Regions from separate parts of the Sus scrofa genome. Here region 2 is linked to region 1. The links are chromatin contacts, called in public Hi-C maps. All regions are on one chromosome and are shown on one strand. The core of a region is the stretch at or near the end of the contact, and the rest is flanking DNA. Distances in the headings are between cores, read along the strand shown. Region 1 holds the start of KLHL8 (kelch-like protein 8). Region 2 overlaps AFF1 (AF4/FMR2 family member 1).

Region 1 (2,562 bases), core at 19-2,518:
AAGGAATAACTGCTGCGGGAGGTTCGTTCCCAGCCCCCCTAGCGGGTTAAAGGATCCCTTCCTGCCGCAGGTGCGGCTCATTTTCCATCCCTGGCCCGCGAGTGCATCCATAAAGTAAAAACTCAAAGAAACCAGTAGAGAGGAAAGGAATACTGAGAAGAGTTCGATTTTCTACGAAAAGTCACCTGATCGCTGCCAGGTGGGAAAACACATGAAAAGCTTTTCAAACTCAGGCGCCCGAGCGCTGGGACGGTGCAAACCCAGCAAAGGGCCAGCCCCGGGCTAGAAAACTCGAACCGTGTGGACAAGCTAACCAACAAGCTAACTAAGCCCAGAACTGAGTGGAAGGAGGCAAGAGCTGGCACCAGCGGCTGTAAAACAACTCCATCGAGCCGCTGCGTGCTGGAAAAGAGGCTGCAGTTTCTGGTGTCACATCGATCCGGGCTCCACCCCCGCGGATGGTCCACCTGGCGCGGGCTGCTAAGCCCCCAGCACCCGCCAGGCCGACCCGCAGCGGGCCCCGCGGACCCGCCAGTGCCCCTCAGGTGGGCCAAGCCGGGACGGGCGGCTCACCCCCGGACGCGCTGCCAAAGCCCCCGGGGCGGGCAGTCCCGGGGCGCCGCTCCCCCCGCCGCGACCCCGCGCGCGGAGCCGCGAGGCAGCCCGCCTGCCCCGCCCCCACAGGCCGCGGGTCCCGCGGGCCGCCCTCCCCGACCCCGACCCCGCGCCCGCCGCTCGGCGCGGAGGGTGCCCGGACCCCGCCAAGCACCTGCCTGCTCCTCTCTTTCCTTCCCCCGGGGGCACCGGAGCGAGTCCGGGGGTCGCGGGGAGGCTGACAGAGGCTGCGGTTCCCCTCGCGAAAGGCGACCCCCTTTCTCCCGCCAAAGGGGGCGACAGAAACCGTGCAGCGGTTTCATGGGCCCAAACCCCGTCCGCTGTGGAGTTTGGGTTACGGCTCGCAGGGCTGGAGTTTCCCCGCGCCCCCGATGTGGGGCTCGGGGGAGGGAGGACCTGGCGTCAGCGCACCGCACCGCACAAAAGAAGAGGCGACTGAGGGGGCACGGGCGTCGGGTTACCTCGGTCCTCGGCTCGCCCCCCGGCTCCGTCCCTCCCGGCCTGGCCAACGCTGCAGCCGGCCGAGCAGCTTCCCGCAGCCGCCAGCTGCGCCGCACCAGCCCCGCGTGAGCAGCCGACGGACGCGCGCTCTCTGGCGCGGCCCCGTCGAGCCCAGCCGGCGCCCGGCGTCCTCTCGCCCCCGCCCCCGGTGCTGTGGCCTCAGGGGCGGGGCGAGGAGCGCGCGCCTGCGCACAGCACTCTGGGAAGTGTGGTTTTCAATGACCTCCCGGGGGACCGCTCCCGCCCCCGCCCCCACGCGCTCTCCCAGGTCGCTCACCGTGGGTGGTGGGGTTTTTTACCCCACGGCGAAGGTTATCCTGCCCGAGGCTGGCAGATCAGGGCCTAGGGGACGTCCTGAAAACACATTTTTGGGTAGGCCACCGCGTAATGCCCCCGGAGTTTTCCGTTTCTTTACTTCTTTGGCAGTTCAGTAAGTGCCCTCCTGCTGGAGGTCGAGAGTCAGGGTTTATGGCTTTGAAAGGAAAAAGGTGCTTCTCCTTTCATTCCCATCACTTTCTCCACCTGCTCTACAGAGGCTATACAAAACAGCTGGTGTATATAAATACATACCCACAGTTGATAAGCCTAAGGAAGCAGTTGATTGATCTAAGCACTCACTGCTAAAAACAATTGCAAGCAAAAATGATGTTGAAATAAACTAATTTTTCAGTAAAATGTAAGCAGGGAAAGAGTAAGCAAGAGCAAAGAAAAAAAAATTGAAGAAGGATATTCTCCTAAATGTGGCTTTTGTTAGAGCCACCTCAAATTTTCACACCAGGAATCTATTTCAGAATAAATTCCAACTTAAAGTTTATAAATATTAATATATAGGTTTGTATTGATTTTGCTAGAGTTATTTTCCCCCCAACATAAGCATCTTATGTAAAAACCCCGAAATGACTATTTCGAATTTGAAATTTTAGTTCCAGAGGGAAGAAAATAATCCCCTTTCTTTTAAATAGAAATAAATCTTTTTTTTTTTTTTTTTCTTTCGCTTTTTAGGGCTAAACCTGCAGCATATAGAGGCTCCCAGGCTAGGAGTTCCTGTCATGGCTCAGTGGTAAACCAACCTGACTAGTATCCATGAGGACAGGGTTCCATCCTTTGCCTTACTCAGTGGGTTAAGGATCTGGCATTGCCGTGAGCTGTGGTGTAGGTCACAGAGGTGACTCAGATCTGGCGTTGCTGTGGCTGTGGCTTAGGCCAGCAGCTACAGCTCTGATTTGACCCCTGGCCTGGGAACTTCCATATGCCAGGGGTGCAGCCCTAAAAGAACAACAACAACAAAATGCTTGTAGAATAGAACTGCTCTTTTTCCTCTGCTAATTGCCATAAACAAAATAACAGACTACTTGTAGTTACTAACCACGTCAAAGAAATATACGCCATAGTTCAATATGATTACCATTTATCTTTTCAAGTATATTTAGTGAGCATCGACTCTGC
Region 2 (2,562 bases), core at 17-2,516, 240 kb before region 1:
GAAAACCCTTATTCTAAAATATCCAACCTGTCAAAGCGGTTGCATTTTCAAAATGTCCCTTTCGTATGAAAAGATGCTCAGTCATGCGTGCTAAGAGAGAGGCAAATGAAAACTCCGCTGCGCCCTCGTATCTGGTCTGTCAGGATGGGGAAAAGCGAAAGGTTGACAACATGTTTGGTTGATAAGACCGTGGGGGGAAAGTACTGTGCTCTTGCCCACAGCTGCTGGGGATGCAGACTGCAACAGTCTTGGGAGGCGCATTTGGCAGCAGGTAGCAAGGTTATGTTTGCAGTTTCCCTCTGATCTATAGCCGGCTCGCATCTAGGAATTTATCCTCAAGATACACTGGCCAAAATAAGGAAAAGATATCTGCAGGTTTATTCATTACAGACTCTATGTGATAGCGAGAGACTGGAAGTAATCCAGATGTCAACAAGGAGTTGGTTTGAGGAATTTTGGTCCTGCAGAACAGCAGAGCGCTATACAACTATAAAAAGGAATGGGGTCTCTCTTTTCTACTGCTGTGTGATCTTTAAGATAATTTAAAAAGTAAGATGCAGAAGAGTGTGTGTACTTTTGCTGCCTTTTACTTAGTAAAGGGGAAGAATACGAAAATATATATGTATTTCCTTATCTTAAAGAATTATAGAAGGATAGGAGTTCCTGCTGTGGTGCAGTGGGTTAGGGGTCTGGAAGGGTTGCAGCTGAGGCTTGGATTCCTGACCCAGGAACTTCCATAAGCCACAGGTGCACCAAAACAAAAACAAAAACAAACAAAAAACCCTAAAGAAGGATATACCCCAAACTGATAAAGGGACAAAAATAGGAGCCAGACTGTCCTGAAGGTACCTTGCTTTGTGACTCACTTTGGAGCAACTAAGTATTATACATACTTATAAAAGAAAATTAAATCAGAGTTGGGGCTGGGGAAATCTCTTAAAAATTGAAAGCATCGATGAAATATGAATTTAGCAGTTTCTCAAATTGGTGGTTTATGTTTACCGACGGGAATAGCCTAAATCCTTACTTTGCACAGTTCCAATACAGGCAAACTTCAGTTATCGTGGTTTAAATAACACCAGTCCTTCAAGACCGTGGTTCAAATTTCAGTTAGCACAGCAACTTCATAAAGTACAAACTTTGCTGCTAGCTCATTGCTCCACAAATCACTATATAAATAACAGATGGCATCATGATCAGTGACCAATCGTATCAGTTCTTTTAAGGCCGTTTGGAGCTCCGCCACCGACTTGCTCATTTAGGTCATGCAGAGATAGCAAAGTGTGTCACTGTGTTGCCTCCTTGTCTCCCGGTGACAAGCTCATGTGACATTGCACAAAAACAGATAATCGAAAGAGAATCGGCCAACAAAGACGAAAGTGCGGGAAAGAAACAGAAAGGGACGAGGCTGGAAGTGAAATTCCAATAGAGCATAAATGAAGTTACAGAAGAAAGAGCTGACTGTGGACATATATGTGCAGCAAGAAATTGCTGTGGCTGTGGTGTAGACAGGCGGCTACAGCTCTGATTCGACCCCTCGCCTAGGAACCTCCATATGGCACGGGTGCAACCCTAAAAGAAGACCCCTCCCCCCCCCAAAAAAAAAGAAATACACACCGGACTGAGAAACAGGTTACCAGACACTTCCTGCTTACTATTAGCAAAATCCATAATGTGAGACTTGGACAGAAAATCATCTTTTTCTGCCAACAAATCTTCAGGAAAAAAATATATAGTTATTAAAAGACCAAAGCGTCACACCAACCCTGTGATGAAAGGCTCCTGTTTGGGTCTGGGCACACCAGTTAAACTTGAAGACTAACTGGATATTTGCAACTATTAAAGGAAAATTTTATAAATCTCAGTATCCAAGGAGAAGGTTTTAGATAGGATAGTGGTATCGTGGTTGTGGTTTTTTGTTTTGTTTTCTTTTTTTAAATCTTCATCTTAAAGTCTCTTTAAACCTGGGAAACGCCGGACCTTGAATTTCTTACTTGTTATCAGTGCACCTCGGAGGCAGAAACTCCAGGGTTTGTGCCAAATGATCGAATGGACCCTGGGAAGCTGCTCTGTGCTTTTCTTCTGCTCATTTGCCTCCGCCCCAGCTGAGTCTGAACACAACAGTTCTGCACCTCGAGTCAGGGGTCTGCCAAGGGCTGGACAACAATTTATGGACCAGACTGCGTCGGGCTTGGCTGAGAGCCAGCCCCCTCTGTGGAAGCCCTCTCTCCTCAAGAGGGGGTAACTCCTACCCGCATGGGAATCAGAGGCAATAACCAGGGCAGAGCAGAAATGATTTACCACTTCTCTTTTTAAAAAATGTTTTGTTTTGTTTTGCTTTTTAGGGCCACACCCACGGCGTATGGAGGTTCCCAGGCTAGGGGTCGCATCGGAGCTGTACCTGCTGGCCTACACCACAGCCACAGCAATGCCAGATTATTAACCCACCGAATGAGGCCAGGGATCGAACCTGTGTCCTCATGGATGCTAGTCAGATTTGTTAACTGCTGAGTCGCAACGGGAAGTCCCTTAATTTTTTTATTAAAACAATTTTTTATTAAG

Evidence for each region. Hi-C and Micro-C count contacts between places; a contact is called where the count stands out from the background.
Region 2: a contact with region 1 is called in a Hi-C map of liver, with 1.7 times the contacts expected there. The contact joins the enhancer-like site here to the promoter of KLHL8 in region 1. A contact is called at or near these places in 1 of 5 promoter capture datasets (liver) and 5 of 47 Hi-C or Micro-C datasets (alveolar macrophages, embryonic fibroblasts, liver and 1 more).

The regions. Positions count from the first base shown.
Region 1 is chr8:131,632,877-131,635,438 of Sscrofa11.1, reverse strand. It overlaps KLHL8 (kelch-like protein 8), which reads right to left and starts at 1,268. Exons shown (of 10, transcript XM_021101776.1): 1 at 1,077-1,268.
Region 2 is chr8:131,876,370-131,878,931 of Sscrofa11.1, reverse strand. All of the region lies in intron 2 of AFF1 (AF4/FMR2 family member 1), which reads left to right. Among named protein-coding and RNA genes, the nearest start is that of AFF1, 47 kb to the left of the region's middle. Within about 2 kb of position 1,266, at least 13 of the 83 cell types and tissues checked have an H3K27ac peak or open chromatin away from gene starts, as enhancers often do. A contact at or near this core is called in liver, where this site is marked.